3 separate regions of the Zea mays genome follow, and regions 2 and 3 are each linked to region 1. The links are chromatin contacts, called in public Hi-C maps. All regions are on one chromosome and are shown on one strand. The core of a region is the stretch at or near the end of the contact, and the rest is flanking DNA. Distances in the headings are between cores, read along the strand shown. Region 1 holds the start of LOC541781 (dihydrolipoamide S-acetyltransferase). Region 2 holds the start of LOC103627107 (aminopeptidase M1-A). Region 3 holds the start of LOC103627097 (putative transcription factor bHLH041).

Evidence for each region. A called contact is a pair of places that touch in the nucleus more often than the background predicts.
Region 2: a contact with region 1 is called in a Hi-C map of endosperm, with 4 times the contacts expected there. The contact joins the promoter of LOC103627107 here to the promoter of LOC541781 in region 1. A contact is called at or near these places in 4 of 25 Hi-C or Micro-C datasets (bundle sheath, ear, endosperm and 1 more).
Region 3: a contact with region 1 is called in a Hi-C map of leaf mesophyll, with 4 times the contacts expected there. The contact joins the promoter of LOC103627097 here to the promoter of LOC541781 in region 1. A contact is called at or near these places in 3 of 25 Hi-C or Micro-C datasets (bundle sheath, ear and leaf mesophyll).

The regions. Positions count from the first base shown.
Region 1 is chr5:158,776,379-158,780,604 of Zm-B73-REFERENCE-NAM-5.0, forward strand. LOC541781 (dihydrolipoamide S-acetyltransferase) reads right to left here and starts at 1,511. Exons shown (of 18, transcript NM_001111466.1): 1 at 1,384-1,511; 2 at 499-592. The coding sequence starts at 1,419.
Region 2 is chr5:159,175,010-159,179,152 of Zm-B73-REFERENCE-NAM-5.0, forward strand. It overlaps LOC103627107 (aminopeptidase M1-A), which reads right to left and starts at 1,889. Exons shown (of 19, transcript XM_008647428.3): 1 at 1,490-1,889; 2 at 673-818; 3 at 498-600. The coding sequence starts at 1,723.
Region 3 is chr5:158,330,413-158,334,660 of Zm-B73-REFERENCE-NAM-5.0, forward strand. It overlaps LOC103627097 (putative transcription factor bHLH041), which reads right to left and starts at 2,845. Exons shown (of 5, transcript NM_001370915.1): 1 at 2,653-2,845; 2 at 2,455-2,469; 3 at 1,500-2,336; 4 at 472-939. The coding sequence starts at 2,718.

The sequences.
Region 1 (4,226 bases), core at 261-2,760:
CAACTCCATAATCCAAAGCTTGGTGTGAATAACAATAGTAAAGATGGTGACGTAGTGCTTTCGAGAAAAAAGATGGTGACGTAGTAGGAAATGAAAATGCCAGACCAACTTATAGTTTTACTCTCGCTTTTGCACAAATGTGAGAAAAAACAATTAATAATGCTTCTATATCAGATATTTGAATCCAGGCTGAATGAAAAGAGCATAGATAAATTTCTAGAGCATCTAACATAAGTGTACCTAAGGTGACACACACGTCTACATTGATGATATTAAGAGGCATGAACAATAACAAAACAATAGCACAAGTGTATGGATAAATAAAACAATGAGCCTTTTAGATAGAATAAATAGTTTATCAGATAGTATGTAGCCTGAACGAGCATCTGCATTCCCAAATCTAGTTCAGTGGACACATTACAGATGCTATTGACCACCTCATGCGTCACTGAAAAAGGGGAAAGAAAATAAAAGAAAGATGAGAATGATAGAAAATACCATTTTCCCTGGCGATAAAGGACCCAGAACCGCTGGAGAAATGCCGAACAAAACTAAAATTCTCACAACCTACAGGATTTTGCAAACTCCGCAGCTGTAGAAGTGAATGGAGAAAGAAACATTAGATAGAAACAGAATGGTAGATTGCTTGATAACTCAATTAAGTATAAAAACACATCAAACAGGGTACATGGGATCTATCGAACTGAGAGATGCACACTATGCTGTTGAACAAGAACAAGTTCTTAAGAAACGTAGCTGGAGCAATAGCAGCAGCCCATAAAAGGAGTGCAGAAATAAATGAGAACAACATGTATCTAACCTAACAAAAACAAGAGCATCTGGATTTGAAATTAAAATGTCTTACTAGTTCAATCAAGTTTTAACAGATCATAGGATTATGTCAAAAAAACAACAGTCAATGTCATGACAGTTGCAATGCCTCCGCTTGTACAATCGAAAGTTCCAAACTGATCCTCCAACAACCAAATTTGTTTGGGGGCAAAACAGAATGGAATCTCCAGTTTATGACATGATAAATTGCAAAAATTCAACCACCCAACGACTGGTACCCTTTCCATGGGATCGTGTGCACGGAATAACACAAACGTGCAGCACGTATCGAACATCATGGTTAATTACAAAATGCATTCGCACGGAAACCCACATCCAGCAGTGATTGGCGACCTGATTATTAGCAGCGCAGAAGCAAGGGAAGCTAATCCATAATTTACTATTCCCTCCCCACTTGCAAAAATCATCAACATTTACAATACACGAAGAGGAAGCATCGGCGCGATTACCCGCATGAGATCGGACAGATCGAACACATTTTTATGAACAAAATTGCATAACGTAGGAAGGGAGAGGGACATGCACACATACCTTGCGCGAGTGACGGAGAAGCTGAGCGGCGGACATGGCGACCGAAGGCAATGGGCGCGTGGGTGGGTCTAGGGTTCGAGGGAGGTGATGCGGTGGAGATCGCAGGGGAGGAGGAAGAGGGGAGACGGGAGATGGGAGATGCGGAGGACCCACTGGGAGAGGAGGCGGCGTGGGGTGGGTCAGTAGGTGGGAGCGCGAGGCGTCATTGTTTGTTTAGTTTGGGTTTATGACGAGATATGGTGGGCAAGTTGGGCTTGGCTTCGGCCACCCGACCAAAATTCAGCGAGAGGTGATTCTCCGTTTGGTTTGGTTCGCTGTCCAAATTTTATTATAGTTTATTTAAATTTTTTAAAATTAGGATTTAGGAATATAAATTATATAATCTGGGTGCTACACTGCCTCTAACCCATACAACAGAGTGTTTCCGTGTAAAGCTCGACTCGGCTTGGTTCGTAGGCTCCAGACCACATATGGTAGTTCTCTGATCCATTTTCCTTCGAGTTTCTCTCTTGTCAAACACCTTTTCTCTAAGTGCATCGATATTGTTGGCTCTTTCCACCTGACCATTAGCCCTTGGGTGTGTCACTGTAACACTATAAAAATCATTAAATAAAAATAATGCAGTTAGTTTATTAATGGTATTTATGGTAATGATTTTTCTTTTAAGTGTTTGTTATTTATTTACATTTGGAATTTTTTTATTGCTCATAATTGATTTTAGATATTGAATAGGATTTATTCTTAAATGAAAATCCAAATAATTAATATAATAATTACTAGTCCAAAAATAAATTTATACTATTTATTAAGAAGGTAAGAGTAATCTGTCGTTCTGCCCTCCCGCGTTCTGCCGTTCTGCTCTCCCCGGTTCCGCGCGCAGAAAAAAAAATTAAACCGTGGCTGCTTAGGGATCAAACCTTGGATCTATTGAGCAGAATGCCTAGCCTAACACCCTCTAGCCAATGTGACTCATGTTAAATTGCATACAATTTCAACTAAGACGTCTTTTGTGTTTAACTCGCTGTCCACTCTGTATACTCACTGAGTCTAGAAAAACATTTATAGCTTGGCCCCTGATCATTCTAGAATTTGGGACACAGTCCAGGAAATAAAGAAAATAGGGAAAGGAGTTTAGAAATTGATTTTTAGTTTAAAAATAATTGCAGAAACCCATTTAATTCACGGAAATTTCATATTAAATCCAAATGAGTTCATTCAATTTCTATAATTCTATAATATTATTTTTTATCATATAATACCTTTGTTTTGTCATGAAAACAACAATAAAATTGATTTCCTAATTAATCCTATATCAAATACATAGAAACTTTGGAAATTCGTAACTTCCCCATTTTAATTCCAAATTGAACCGTTCCAGTTGTGTTAGTCTCGTATGAATATTTACTACGCAGTAACAACATTGATTATACCATGTTTCATACTTTTATAATTAGATATTTATTTATCTATGTTAATTGGGTTAATCTATGTCTATTGGATTAATTTATTTAATATATTAATATAGTATTCTAACTTTATGGTTATACGATGTTTGACCATTAGTCTTGCAAACACACACACTTACCTTTTTATTTAAACAAAAGCGTATGGTGGTACGTGTCCGATGACTAACGATGTACGAGGAAATTTCTTCCGGTATGTGTGAAACATGCTCTCTAATAATGAGACCATGCAAATCGTGACATATATCAAAGTCTACATGATATTGATGGTTGCAATGTAGTGGTGAAACAGATAGATTATAAATAACAAAATTTATGTATGGTCAGAATCACAAATTGATTATGAAACATTTTCTCATAACGGTATAACACATATTTTGCATATAAGTTATCGTAGTATACTGGTATTATATATTTCCGTTGCAACGCACGGGCATTCAGCTATGATTGATATAGGCATATAGAAACAGTAATCTTTACTAACTATTAAGAACTTACTGTAGATTGCCCCCGCCTCCCTACGCCCGCCCACCCGCACGCCGCAAACCTGCAAACCCCGCCGCAACCAAGGCGAACTGTCCTCCCGCCCGCACACCGCAAGCCCGCAAATCTCGCCGCGACCATGGCGAACCACCCTCCCGCCCGCCCTACCGCCCGCTGAAAGGGAAATGGCCTTAAATCATTTCTTGTATTTTGGTGCTTGATGACCATCACAACCACTCGGACTAACTAGTTTGCCCAGTCTTTGATTCACAGGTTCATAAGATTCAACAGTTCAGTTTCTAAGTCAGAATCAGCTCAGACTCAACCAAATAGGGGTAAAACATAAGATAGATGAACTACCAATGGTTCTACTCTTTGGATAAGCTCAAAAGACCCCGACGAACGTATTCAACACTTCTAGAAAAGTTGGGAAGCTCAAAATCAACATATCGCTATTTTGGAGCTGGTTTGAGCAAAAGAAGAAATATGAGTGAAAGAATCAAAATGTTTATAATCCATGACTTAGATGGAAAACCACTTGAGATATTTTTCTAAGTCATAGATCTCTCTCAAGTTTAGCCAAAGCAACTTGGAGAAGATTGTTCAAAGATCAACGGGAAGTCAGAAACTCAAGTTCTAAAATTGCCTAGCGCGGACCGTTCGACCCCTTCTGGCGGACCGTCTGCAACACTGTTTTGGCTTCGACCAGGAACTATAAATCAGGGACAGTCCGACTAAACCGCGGACCGTCCAGCTACAACGCGCGGACCGTCTGGCTATAATTCACAGACAGTCCACATGTGAAGACCTGGTTTAGCCCGAAGGTGACAAGTTGAGCAAAAGGAATTATATAGCTAGCACGGACAGTCCGGGACCAAGGGAGCCGTTGATCTAACC
Region 2 (4,143 bases), core at 639-3,138, 400 kb after region 1:
GCATAAATGCTATGCTCTGTGAAGTATAAATCAAATGTAAGTGATATAAATGTAATCATAATTTATATGGTTGCATAAACAAATCTCACACGAGATCAAAGGGACTGAGTTTAGATAATCATTGCATGATCCAAGAACGGACAACTACAAAGAATCTCAATGTGCATGAGAACAGATATGTCCATGTAGAGAATAAAACCCTTGTTTTGTTTTATCATTAACACTATCATGAAGCTATTAATTGAACTTGTTCACAATTAGCACACAAGACTCTTAGCTATACACATCTTATCTAATGCAATAGAAGCAAAAGCAAACATAAGACAACACCAAAAAATCAAAGGGAGTAGACAGAAAACAAAGTGTGAAGCTTGAATGATGCCCTCCCCGTAAGCCACACAAAAGGTTCTAGCTCTTCATGTAATGCAAATAAAAGCACTCATATCTTTGTGCCTAAAAGAACAAAAGGATTTGAGAAAAAAATCAAAGCAGCAAACCTTGAAAGCAGGCTCATCCCAACAAGGGAAGCAGCGCCTTGCATCAGCTGGTTCAAACTGTGTTACAGCCATGTTTTTCTTCTCTCCATTAAGCTCATACACACTATAAACAGAAAGTTACGTTGTGAATATGTTGCTTGATTTATAAAAAAAACTTAACTACAAAAGTAATTACCTTCTGTAGAATCCATGCATCTTATCATTCAAAGTCCCCTTGAATGCAATCGTCAAAGTTCCCTCCCCGATAGAAAGCACCTCATTGAAGCGAATAATCAGGATCTCATCTTCTGGCACGTTGGTAACCTCCAAAGGTTGTAGCACCTGATTCAAATTATAGCAGCATTTACAATAAATGCAGAGCAAAAAGTGTTAGGGGAGGGCATTGTTAGAAACAAAATCATAAACCCTCCAAGACGACTGTTATCATCCAGACAAGGTGCTTTTTGCAAACCATCATAAGTGCAAAAGTTCTATTCCCACCCAGAGATTTAAAACATCCTTATATGATTACACGAAACTCTTAAGCTTCAACAAATATACAAGCACCTGTAAGTACCATATGCATCTGTAAGTATCAAACCGTGTGCATCTGCAAATATGGGACTTTCACTCAAAGTTAAATTTATATCCGTGGTCTAGGTGGTAATCTAGAATTATTTGAACACAAAAGATTCAATCAATCAACTTGCAAGAAATTCTGAGGTCGCTATAGCCCTAAGAAACTGAAGATTTCTTAAGGCGCCGATATCATCCCCACAACCCCTCCTCCGGCAGACCGGCACCAATGCCAGCTTGAAATGTTGAAGATGCTCTGAGCACATAAAAAACTTTAAGCGACTGGTACTCCGGCAAAAAAAAAACGCCATCTAAAAACCCTAGCTGACACCTCCGAAAACATCGCCACATCTAACCATCTAACCTTACACGATCAGATCAAACACACCCCGACACCCGCGCACACCGACGGGCGGAAGCGAGGCAAGGGCAAGCACCTGGTCGGAGCCCTGAGGCGCGAAGCTGACGCCCCCGGTCGCGACGTCGAGCTCGGCTGCGTTGAGTACGAGGAAGCGGGTGGGCGCGGCCACGCCGATGGAAACCGCCACCGAGCCAGTGAAGACGCAGGCGGGGAGGTCGGGCGTGAGGCGCAGGTCGTAGCGCCGCGGGGACGCGAAGTGGGGCAGCCGCGCCTGGCCCCGGAACTGCTCGGCGGTCTGCTCCGCCGCCATCGCCCGCAAGCCTGGCCGAGGAAGGAGGCAGCAGAGATTCGGACGGAAGCTTCGGAGGTGCCAAACTGAAACTGACGAAGGGTTAGGTGCGGCGTGACTGAGGACGGGGGTTTAAACATATACACCTTCACATTTTTATCTTTATATTTTAGAACTAAAAATATATAAAATATTTAAGGATACAATAAATATATAAGAAAATGAAATTAGGTTATAAAGGTATCTGGCACAGCTTACTCATACTATCTTTTATTCTCTTTTATTCAAAACTTTACTTTATAAATAATACAGTTTACATGATATTTTACACAATCATATTCACCATCTATGTCGAAGGCAACTTAATATGGATTTCTTTTATTCTCCTTTATTTAAAACTTCACTTATAAATAGTATAATTTATGTAATGTTTTACACAATCATATTCACCATCCGCTCAAGACAGCTTAATATGAATCTCTAATATGTAAAAGATGATATAAAAGATCTATAGATAAGGAATTTTATAAAAAAACTAATACAAAGAAGAGATATGGACGATGGCCCTGATATAATCATTTTATCTATGCTGGGGTGGGGACCTCTGCCCGGGTATGTGTTGTGGTTGTGGGGACACTGCCTGCCGGCGCCGGACGCGCGGCACAGCAACAGCAGAAGAAAGCAAAGCAAAGTTTTTATTTTAAACTCAAAGCAAACTGATTTCTGTGGTGGGTGGGTCGTGAATGGATTTTCTTTTGATTTTCATTTTTGTGGGATTTTTGTTTTGAACAACGCGCGTGGGTATGCGGGAAGATAATAAAGGTTGGAGCTACTGCTGTCACAAAACAAAAAAAATGTAGATAGGAGCTGATGCATGGAGGAGATGAGGAGTATCTAAATTTAATCCTCTAAATAAATATTCTATGTAAAACATTTGTCTTCTATATTTTTTCTACTTCAGCAATATTCTCTAAATTTTATCCTCTATATAAACAATGTTACCGGACTTTATTTTCTACATTCCTTTCTCCGTATAGAACGCGCACAGAAAAATATCATTTATATATCATATATTAAAATATGGTGTATATTAATTTTTACTTCACCTAAAATAGTACGCCTTTTTTATTACAAAGTTTCCTTCGCAGATCTTAAAAAATTACTATACATATTTGAGCAGCCACCTTGTCGGTGTTTTGGGTCCGACCGCACACCCGGGGTTGCCCCTCAAGGTGTTTTTAGGAGTAGGACGGTGTCAACGACTGTAGCAAAATGGTTTGTGCCAGTTGCACGAGAGACAGTGGACAAGGTTTACAGGTTCGGGCCGCTTAGAGATGCGTAACACCCTACGTCCTGATGAGTATGCTGAGTGAATGAGGTTACAAGAGAGCTCTCTGAATTGAGAATGCAGAGAGTTGGAGTGGGTGGCTAAGTAATAGGGTCGATCGATCTGAAGGGGTGCCCCCTAGGCCTTATATACTCGACCGTGGGGCAATACACGTGGATATGATAACGACGAGTAGCTAAAAGATAGTGAACTGCTTGAGTTTATCTCCTTGTAGTTCTGCCGACTTATCCTCGCATGGCTCCGTTGCATGGGGGCTCCAGCGCGGGAAAGTCGGATCTCTGTTGTGGTCACTCGCTCGACGTTGTGGGTCGTCCGGGTTCGCACCAATCCGGCCTCATGTCGATCTGCTTTGCTGGTTGTCTCTCCCCAGGCCCACGAAAGAATGACCTTACGATTTATTGGGCCCTTGAGCCTTTCGTGAGGTTTTTTACTCTTTTAGTGGACCCGGGGATATCTATCCCCCACAAGCCCCCGATCTTTGGGTTAATTTAGAGGTAATCAGCCCAAAGATCCCAGGTCCAGCTTGCAGGCGATTTGAAGAAAACGACTTCTTACTGTCTCCTCCTGCTTTGATCACTCGTAAACCGAAGCTTTGTTTCGTGTTTGTGCCTTAGAGGTCGGCATTTCGTTTTGTAGGACCCTGAACTTCTGGGTGTAGCCCCCGAGCTTCGAGTAGATTTTTAGAAAATAATCTACTCGAAGGTCTCCACCAGAAATTATTTCCATTTTTACTCCTGCGTTTTGGTTGAGGGTCAGCCTTGTCTTTAATCTTGCCCCATGCCTTAGAAGTCGGCACTTGGCTTGGAATGATGATTCATGGGGTGCACCGAAGGTGCACCCAATGAGTGTAGCCCCCGACCTTCGAGTGGATTTTTGAGGATAATCCATTCGAAGGTCTTCCTTTTGTGCCTTTTTGCTGAAGATTATCTTTTCTACTTATAAAAATCGGCATGATGCCTTCTGCATTATGCTTTGGAGGTTAGCATTATGTCATCAATATTATGCTTCGGAGGTCAGCATGTATTTTGTCTCTTGCAGCCGAGTTCACAATCCATCCATATCTTGCTTGGCAGTGTAATTTATTTGCTCTGTG
Region 3 (4,248 bases), core at 1,595-4,094, 440 kb before region 1:
TTAATGCCCACCACAACATTGCCATTTGTTCCTTCAAATTAGTTTAATTTGGAACTTGACAAGGAACCGTACGTGCGTGTGGCTGAACCGCTGAATCAACCTTTTTCAACAAGTTAGTTTAATTAATCCCGAGAGAACGTATCTTGTGCGCAAGGAGCGTTGGTGTTCCCATGAGCAAAATCAATCCAGACCACACCCTCCACATCCAACAGTGCTGCGTCAGGGGGTTTTGTAAAATGTTCTTTGCAACTCTGTACATTTTACAAAAACCCCCCTGACGCAGCACCGTTGGATGTGGAGGGTGTGGTCTGGATTGATTTTGCTCATGGGAGCAGCAGGGCTCCTTGCTCATAAGATACGTTCTCTAATCCCGATACGTGTGCGTCCATATAGCTTCTCAAATCCATGTTCGTGACCCAAAAAACGAAAAGTGTAATTATAAATATCAACTAATTCAATAAATAAGCTTACCGTCGCTCGCAGCGTGAATGTGGCCTGAGCAAAGTCACCGCCGCCATCGCTGGACCGGCCGGCGTCAACGGCCACCACCGTGAAGCGCCCCATGCCCTTGATCGCGGCCAGCGCGCGGGCGACCAGCTCCGCCACGTCGCTCCGCGCCGCCCGCGCGTGCACCCGCACGGTCTCCTCCACCTCCCGGCTGGCCGGCGGCGGCGGGCCTGCTGACGGCGACGAGGCCGACGTGCCGACATCGCCGGCGCCGGCGGTCACGTGGACCTGCACCCTCTCCGAAGACGACGTGCCGCTCATCAGCCCCTGCAGGACCACTACTCGCCCGCCATTGGAGCCGCCATTGGCGTGCCGATGGTGGTGCTGAGCTCGGCTCTCCAGGCTCCGGTTCTTCGCCTCGAGGTCGGCTATTTGAGCTACTAGAATGCTCATGTAGTCCAGCGTCTTGGCCAGCACAGTAGCCTTGTCTTTCTACATTGTCAGTAATGGAAATGCACATGCAAATCAGTGTATAATTAACATTGTGATTTAAGCTACCGTATTGTTTTGCTACAAGCTTAAGACTAGTACGCAGCTACGCATCAAAAGTATATAAGCTCAAATGGTCGTCGCCCAAATACTGAAGAAAATAAAATTTCACTAGTACACGTGCAATAGCTTGAGAGGCATTGCATAGGACGACTAAGGGTTTGTTCGGTTATTTTCAATCCATATGAATTATAGTGAATTGATATAGATTGAGAGAAATTTTGACTTACTAGGGATTGAAACCTCTCAATACCCCTCAATCCATATGGATTGGGGTAGAACCGAACAAGCCCTAACTGTGTAGTATTTCATGCATAGATAAAAGCAATAATTCTCAATTTAATTGAATAAAAATGGAGTTGATATATTATACAGTATAACGATATGTATTTATATATAATGATGATGCGTAATTAATCAACAAGCAAACCGTCTATAATTTTTTTTCCTGAAAGATGAATCAAGCAAGCAAGCCATCATCATGCTGTAATTGGGGAGTTTACCTTTGATCCCGGTGGGAGCAAGCCTCTAAGCGCCTCGAAGCTCTCGTTGAGCCTCTCCCGCCGCCGCCGCTCCGATATCATATGGTTGAGCTGGCTGCTCGTCGGCACGGCCGGCGACGACAGGTCATCCTCTCCCTCCTGGCCCCTCTGCGCCATCGTGGTGCCAGTGCGCTCCCGACTGAACCTGAGCATGTGCATCCTCCTCAGGATGGAGATGCCCATCTTGATCATGCGCTGCCCTGGGACGCCCGGTGGCCGCCACGGCGCCCTGGGCGCCAGCGCCGCGTTGTACGCCCGGAACGCCGTTGCCGCCCCACGACGCCGCCGCGCGCGGTGGTGCTTTCCCGGAGGAGGAGGTGCCGTGGCCGTGGACGGTGGAGTGGGGAGCGCCGAGGAAGACGAGGCGCCGGAGATGACGTCGATCATGGCCTGCGCCATCGCGGCGTCGTCGGTGTCGGCGCTCGGGAAACGGACGTGACCTGGGCCGTGCCGAGCGAAGGGGACGGGGAAGACCGGCGGGCGCGCGTGGGGCGGAGGAGGCGGTGGAACCGGCGGCGCCCGTCGCTCTACGGAGGAGGACGGCGTCGGCGTGGCGGCCATCGTGCGGGGAAGCGACGTCAAGGCATCGGCCGCCGGGCTGCCCACGGAGACGGACGGCGACGATGGCCGCGTCGGTGGCAGCTGGAGCAGTTCCTCCAGCAGCGACTGCTGGAAGAAGTCCTCCGAGAAAACCTGCTGCAAGGTCGACTCCAGGCTCATCGGAGACGTCCCGCTAGTTGGCGCCGTATACATGCCGATCTCGACCTCGCCGCTCTCGCATCCCATGAATGCCGCCATCTGCGCAAGCCAATTCCCCAAAAGTCGATGATCATGTGTATAGAGAAGTCATGTATATAGCTTTAATTTATTGCACGTTCGATGATCATGTGTAGTTACGGTGATGAAGAAAACAAACCTGAATGCCAGCTTCCTGCAACATCACAAGCAAGCGAGAATAAAGCAGCTCAGGATTAATTTGAGGACGATGAAGTGAAGCGAGGGAAACCAACAACAGCAAGAAGAAGGAGAAAGAAATCCAGAATCAAATGCGATAATATATATATAGAGTAGCACACAACAAGCTAGACGAAGGAGTGCAGATGCATGCACCGACCTGATAGAACTGTTGCTGCACTGGCAGCGACGCCGAGGTCGTGAGGTCGTGTGCCGGCAGCTCCATGTACGCGCGGCCGTCCTTGTACGCCCACCCCGGCACGCACCTGCGCGAGGAGCATAGGCAGAGATCGAATCATATCGCGCGCCATGGCCATGGCTGATGAGCGAAAGGAACGAAACCTCAAGTTGCATTGCCAATGGACGCCCGGTCCCCGCGACGTTGGGTCGTCGCCGCCGGCCGGCCGGCATGGATGGATGCATGGTAGATATAGTATATATGCATGCAACGCACCCGGAGACGGGTGCGCAAAGCGAGCCCCGGTAGGCGTCGAAGAGCGCGCGCAGGCGGTGGGCGTCGTCACCGAGGCTGGGCCGGCCGCCGTCGCAGAGCCATGCGTCGATGCAGCACAGCAGGCGGGCGCTGCGGGCAGGCAGGCAGGCAGGCATACGTAATAATGTCAATGCAATCCATGGCGAATCGCCCAATCGATCAATGCATGCATATGTGTAGGGTACGTACACGCGCGTACGGTACCTGGTGGTGGCAGCAGCTGCCGAGGAAGAGGATGAAGCTGGCCGATGGGGCTGGGAGGGGATGGCCGCCGCCCAGGCGCAGAGGTAGGCGCAGCCGGGGACGCGCGCCGCTGCCTGCTGGAGGATGCGCAGCCGGGACTCCTGGCCGAGCACGAAGAGGGTGTCCATACATCAGCCGGCGAGCTCAGGAGGGGGAGAGCTGCTGTTGTTGTACTCCATAGCTGTGGCCTGTGGCTGGCTGGCTGGCTTCCGTGGATGTCCGCGCTAGAGCTTGGCTTGGTGATCGAGTCGGTCGTCGCTGCCGCTGCTGTTTATATAGAAGTATACACGCATGACGCATGGTGGCTATGTGTGCAGATGTGTACGCGCGCGTGGGCGTGGGCCGGGCATGCATGAACTTGCGCCAGCCATCGTGTGGATGTGAGTGGAGCGGGAAAGTATAGCAGGACTGGGCGTGGACATGGACATGGACTAGTAGTGCGGCGGAGGGGGGAAGGTGAGGCTGGCGGTTGGCCTGGAGCTGGAGGCTACCTGCAGGCTGGACGACCTGGAGGAGGCTCCGGGGTTGAAAAGTACACTTGGGAGGGGGAGAAGACACCAGACACCACCAAACAGCAGGTCGTTCAATGGTCGACGCCTGAGTTGGCTTGGCTGGCGACTGAGATTGATGTGCTTCAAAAAGGGTCAAACAAGGTGGCACGGTCCACGGATCATCGATTGGGGTGGGGTGGGGGGCTTTTATTTAATTTCTAAAAACCCTTAACCTTCTCCTGTGTGCCTGCGTGCAACTTGTAACGCGGCATGCATGTGGACGATGATCTTCGACCTCGATCGGTTCATCATTAGCCCCTGCATCAGTCGTCGTAAAGACTTACACAGAGTAGTCCCTTATTAAGTTCCATTCTAAAACTATCATATAGTGCATTTCAATCTTCAAACTTTTCGTTTTAGCTCAACTTTTATCTCTCCTCCTACGTGGAACGTCATCAGTACGTGGTGCACGGTCGTGTCTAAAACCTCCTCTCAGCGGACATTAATAATTCTAATGTGTCTTGGCACC